Regions from separate parts of the Triticum aestivum genome. Here region 2 is linked to region 1. A link is a contact called in public Hi-C data. All regions are on one chromosome and are shown on one strand. The core of a region is the stretch at or near the end of the contact, and the rest is flanking DNA. Distances in the headings are between cores, read along the strand shown.

Evidence for each region. A called contact is a pair of places that touch in the nucleus more often than the background predicts.
Region 2: a Hi-C map of leaf shows a contact between it and region 1, with 3 times the contacts expected there. The contact joins the promoter of LOC123087480 here to the enhancer-like site in region 1. A contact is called at or near these places in 4 of 5 Hi-C or Micro-C datasets (leaf and an unstated tissue).

The regions. Positions count from the first base shown.
Region 1 is chr4A:605,953,651-605,956,433 of IWGSC CS RefSeq v2.1, reverse strand. LOC123087479 (protein EXPORTIN 1A) reads right to left here. Exons shown (of 31, transcript XM_044509495.1): 29 at 2,673-2,783; 30 at 2,492-2,596; 31 at 1,797-2,380. The coding sequence ends at 2,258. Among protein-coding and RNA genes, the nearest start is that of LOC123087479, 11 kb to the right of the region's middle. Within about 2 kb of position 1,368, at least 6 of the 8 cell types and tissues checked have an H3K27ac peak or open chromatin away from gene starts, as enhancers often do. A contact at or near this core is called in leaf, where this site is marked.
Region 2 is chr4A:606,073,152-606,075,936 of IWGSC CS RefSeq v2.1, reverse strand. LOC123087480 (probable cytokinin riboside 5'-monophosphate phosphoribohydrolase LOGL5) reads left to right here and starts at 1,423. Exons shown (of 2, transcript XM_044509496.1): 1 at 1,423-2,092; 2 at 2,228-2,718. The coding sequence starts at 1,604. The coding sequence ends at 2,476.

The DNA of each region.
Region 1 (2,783 bases), core at 119-2,618:
GGTTCTGTGACTCAATAAAGAGAAGAGAAACAACGGAAGAAATGCTACGTCTTCACTTCGTCTTCAATCTCCTCGGTCGCAGTCACTTCCTTCAGGCGTGCACCGAACCAATTGCTCCATGTCAGCAATTGTGAGGGGTCACTCTTGTTATCATAATCTTCGGGGATAATCTTCACTGCTACGCAGGGGAATTATCTTTGGCGTTTGAATGAAAACTCCTCTTGATTCCAGGGACCTGTTACTCTGTGTGCACTAACAAACACATAAGTCCCACATTGTTTTATGTCAACAAACTCCAAAACATAAGGGGTCAATCGTTACACCAGCAGGTTGATTAGTGGAAACGGAGATATTTCCACCCGTGAAATTGCATGGGTTGAAGGAATCGGCCACAAGTGAGAACATGCATTTTTGCGCCAAAAAAAAAGTTAGAACATGCATTGATGGATGGGTGGATCCATATACTTTAATCGGGTGTAGGTGCAATTTCCTGGGACGCATGGCCGCATGGGAACATGAATATACTCGGATCGTCGAGATGCATCTTTATTATTGAGATCAAGTCGAGAGAGCGGGTAGCTCCCTGAAATGGACGTGCAGAACTTGAGATGGCCAACTTGCCTTACTACTATTTAATAACCGCGCTAAGGACTAGGTGGACAGTGGTATTACAATCCATCAGAGTTCAAATTCTGGTGCTCGCATTATTTCTAGATTTATTTCAGGATTTTCGGCGATGTGTTTTCAGTGAGAGGTGATGTTTCCGTCGACGACGAGGCGCCTACGGTGACTTCCTAAATCTTAAGATGATATGCCGGTTCAGTCTCTCGAAGATGCACATAGGAGTAGGATATATGTGTGTGCGTTCATAGGGATGAGTATATGCGCGTGTATATAAGCGCTTGTGTCTGTACTTATGCTAAAAAAAAATACTGTAGAATACAGTACAGCCTGCTGGAGCAATAGCAGAGCACCACGTGCGTGCGTTTGCTGTGACGGATCTCATCACTACGCATAGATTTTATCTTATATACTACTGTATGATTTACTATTTACTGACGTGTTTTTATGTGAATGTACTAATACTGAATGTGTGTAACCTATATATGCAAAGTCCGGACGCGTCCTCATTTTGTTTGCATCCTTTTCATGCTTCAGTTTGAGCCAACAAAATGAACCATTATTGAGGAGGAAAAAGCTATATCAGACCTGTCTGGGCCGTCTGATTTGTCCGTTTTATCTTAAACGGACGCGCGCGAATAGGATGGGGTCGTGCAGTGGAGTTGGCCTTACCTACTAGAAAGAGAGATGGCCTCTTGTCCAGCAACGGGCGTAGCAAAGCCGCTCACAGCAACTGCACCGCTGCTTTATGGTGAATGGGACTTTCCCCACACTACGCAGATGATAGATAGATACATGTGTGGGGTCTGGACTAGTCCACATAAAGACCAACAAACCGAGGAAAGAGAGATGTTTGCTTTGCTCGTGAAAATTGAGTCTTTGGACCGAGAGAGACTGCACACCACCCCTTCCGTCCGTCAGCACAGCACCGCACCACCTACAAACTAATCAACATTCACGTGGATAGCAAAACTCACTACCACATCAAATATTTACTTGCATCGCTCGCCGCCAAGCAGTTGCATGTAAGTTGATGCAATATATGGTAATTCCATAATTTATTTAGATCAAAAACAAAACTCAATAATTTGTAACAACTCAAACTAAGAAACTTGATGATTTCACATAAACAAGATGCAAAACAGATAAGATGCAACCCAAGAAAGCTCACAAAATTCAGAAGAAACATATTTCACATAAACAAGCACTAGGAGGATTATCAGCTTTCCTACCAGCTCAGCCCGGACCAAATTCAGTCACTTGATACATCATCACCATCATAATACAGTCATCAAATCTATAGACTAAACTAACAATTAAGGATCAACATCCATACTATATCATGCTCAGCACACGCACAAAATGTTTCACCGAGCACTAAAACACATCCATCTAGCCAACCAAACAGCCCGCAAGGCTCACCCGAGCACCTCTTGCGGCAAAATTCTCCCCTATCATCAACTAGCAGCACAAATCTTGGAATCGCCAAACCGGAAATAAAATTACAGCAGGCATCACCCTCCTTTCACCACCACCACCACCCTGGAAGAAAACTCAGGCTCCGGGACATGGAGGCCTCTGGAGGCCTAATCGACCATCAAACTGGATTAGCAATGCAGTGCACAATCACAGAGCACTATGAGTCTACCATCTCATCTTGCAATTCGCTTGGGGCAATCAGCCCTGGGATGGCAAGCATCCGTTGCCTTTCCTTTTCTCTTTGTACCGCAGCCTCTTCCGCATACAGATCCTTGTTATCCTAAATAAGCCAGCCACAGTTAAACCATCAGAAGAGGAGCTTGCACAAAGAACTTGTTACCAAAGCAGTATAGGATTGTCATCAACCTTATGATGGCATAACGAAATTTACCTGGGCTGAGAACTCCTTTGATTGCACCAGGAAGTCCCTAATATGGTTTTTGAAGCTTGGGAGGTCATGTCTCGAACCAAGGAGCCCATCAACAAACTTGGTCACCTGCGCAAGAAAATTTGCCAGGTTCATAATGGCACCAAGTCAATGACAGTATAGCTCTATATTAGGATGATCATACCTCAGCTGCCGTCATGTTAGGAAATGATGCTCCAAGAAGTTTGATTGTGTAGTCCCGTACAAACATGGCATTAGATGGATATGATGCCGTGGATGCATCCCATAGAGGTTC
Region 2 (2,785 bases), core at 174-2,673, 120 kb before region 1:
GGGTTCCAACGCCGCCGCCAGCCCCGCCTCGCTGCCTTGGACCTTGCCGCCGCCGGCCCGGTCCTCGCTGCCGCCGGTCCGGATTCCCAGTGCAGCCCATCTCAAACCGCGGCGGCAGATTCTCGGCACACAACTCTTTCTAGAATCTTAAACTGTAATCTCAAAAATGAACTCGACGGCATATTCTGGGAGCATTTTGCAGAATTTTGATTCTGCGGAATTCTGCGCGAAAAGAACTGGGCCTTAATTGCACTACACAAACACGCTTGGGTAGGTAGACATACAACAGTATGTTATTGTGAATTTACTATTACTTTTTTTTTTTTTTGAACAAGGGCAGGGTCCAAAAGGACCCCAGACTTTATTTGATATTACAATACCGTAGTACAAGCCAGAACAACAGGACACACAACAAACTGAAAATTACAAAGCAGTCCCTGAAATATGCAGAAAGGACCCCAAAGATCTGAAGAGGAACGCAATCAGGTCCAAGCCACTCCCGATCGACTCCAAACTCGCCGGCTCCGGGGACATCACCACTTGGTCCGACGAGTTCTTCACCGCAGCAAGCCATGAACATCGATCTAGAGTAGCACTGCCTCCCATATAGCTTCAAGGCTAGGAGGAAGAGGTTTGGCCGCCCTTCGGCCAGAGGATTCGGTGGCGCGGCGGCGCTGCAAGCCGGCTGTCCGCCGGGAGCGCCAAAGCTCAAGCACCATCGATGATTTGCTCTGGAACCGGTCGCAAGAACAGTCTTCATACCAGTCCCTGTCGACTTGACCACCACCATGGTGACTGCCGTCGGCGAGAGCAAGCGAAGGGGATTCCTGCATACCAGGGGAGACATCGAGCTTATTTCCGAGGATTCCAGCGCGCCTGCTTCCAGCAGCAGCGAGCCAACCGCCACCACCAACAAGAGCATCGCCAGGAACCACCGAACGCGGCTCGGGCGCGCCGACAGCAAAATCCTCATCGGCATGACGCCAATCTCCGGCACTAGGCCAAACTCCTCTAAGGAAAAACTAGAACTACACCTACTAGATACTATAGAGCACCGCGCACCTCCCCCATCACCTCTCCAACCGGCGTCGCCGGCGGCGAAGATCCGGGATCGGGCCGGGCCTGAGCTGCTTTTGTTTTCGCCTCTCCCAAACAGTACCGAGGAAAGGAGAAGGAACGAGAATTATTCGAATTTACTATTACTTATATTGGTTAACGGACAGCAGAAAAAAATAACTAATTAATCAAGTAGCTCTGTTGTAGTACTAATTCTGAACTAGCTAGCTAGCTACCATAGCCAGAATATTAATCAAATACTAGTGCTAAGGCAGAGTGAGACAAGACAGGAGATTGCCAAGAATCCTCTCTGGCCACTAGCTACAGCTTAACTACTAATTAGCAACAAAAAATTATGTTGGGCTGGCAGGCAGGTTTATTATACCAACATCCAAGCAACTAGGAGGAGGAAGACGACCAACCTAGACCAGCCTATATATACGCACCGCACCTTAGCTACCTTTTGCTTCCCTCCCCTTCCGCCCACCTAGATTCTACCTGCATAGCTAGTACGTGCGCGCAGCTGCCGGCAAAGTCAAGGCGATCGATGGATAGAGATCCCATGGAGGCGCCGACGTCTACGACGGCTGCGCTGGTTATGCCAAAGACAGCGCCGGCGAGCGACAAGAAGCTGCCGTCGCGGTTCAGGCGGGTCTGCGTGTTCTGTGGGAGCAGCGCAGGGAGGAAGGCGGCGTACCAGGCGGCAGCGGTGCAGCTCGGGCAGCAGCTGGTAGAGCGCGGCATCGACCTCGTGTACGGCGGAGGCAGCGTGGGTCTCATGGGCCTGGTGTCCCGCGCCGTGCACGGCGGCGGCGGGCGCGTCACGGGCGTGGTGCCCCGGTCGGTTCTGCCGCGGGAGCTGATCGGCGAGACGCCCGGCGGGGAGGAGGTGAAGGCGGTGTCCGGCATGCACCAGCGCAAGGCTGAGATGGCCCGCCGCGCCGACGCCTTCGTGGCGCTCCCTGGCGGCCACGGCACGCTGGAGGAGCTGCTGGAGGTCATCACCTGGGCGCAGCTCGGCATCCACGACAAGCCGGTTAGTGGCCTCACACCTCACCCTATGAACTCGCAAAGAACATAATTTTCTCTATAGTTTTGTGCAAATTTGTGATATTTTTGTTGGATTTTGTGATGAGTTTGATCGAGGTGAATGAATTTTGTTGAACTGCAGGTGGGATTGTTGAACGTGGACGGGTACTACGACTCGCTGCTGGCGTTCATCGACAGGGCGGTGGAGGAGGGGTTCGTGGCGCCGGCGGCGCGGAAGATCATCGTGGCGGCGCCCACGCCCGGTGAGCTGCTCGCCGCGCTGGAGGAGTACGTGCCGGCACACCACGACGCCTCCTCCGTCAAGCTCAGCTGGGAGTCGTCCGTGGACACCAGGACCTGCTCACCATCCAAGCCAGACATCTCACGCTAGCTAGCTAGCCTTGCCTTGTAAACTACACAATTAAGATTGACATACATTTATATACTACATCAGATGATATATTCATCCAACAAACCGTACGCGTATTCATACTGATATCATGAACTTTTTGTGGACATAGACTACTTAGTATATTGATCAATTGATGATTACTCTGTGACTTGTATATGAATGCGTGTGTTCTTGCCTGCTTTGGCTTTTGCTAGTACAGTATGTGGTATCTTTTGTTGCCATTTCTGGGGATAGATGCTGATTTCCAATTGGGGGTTCTTGGCAACCACACACGTACGTATGTACTCC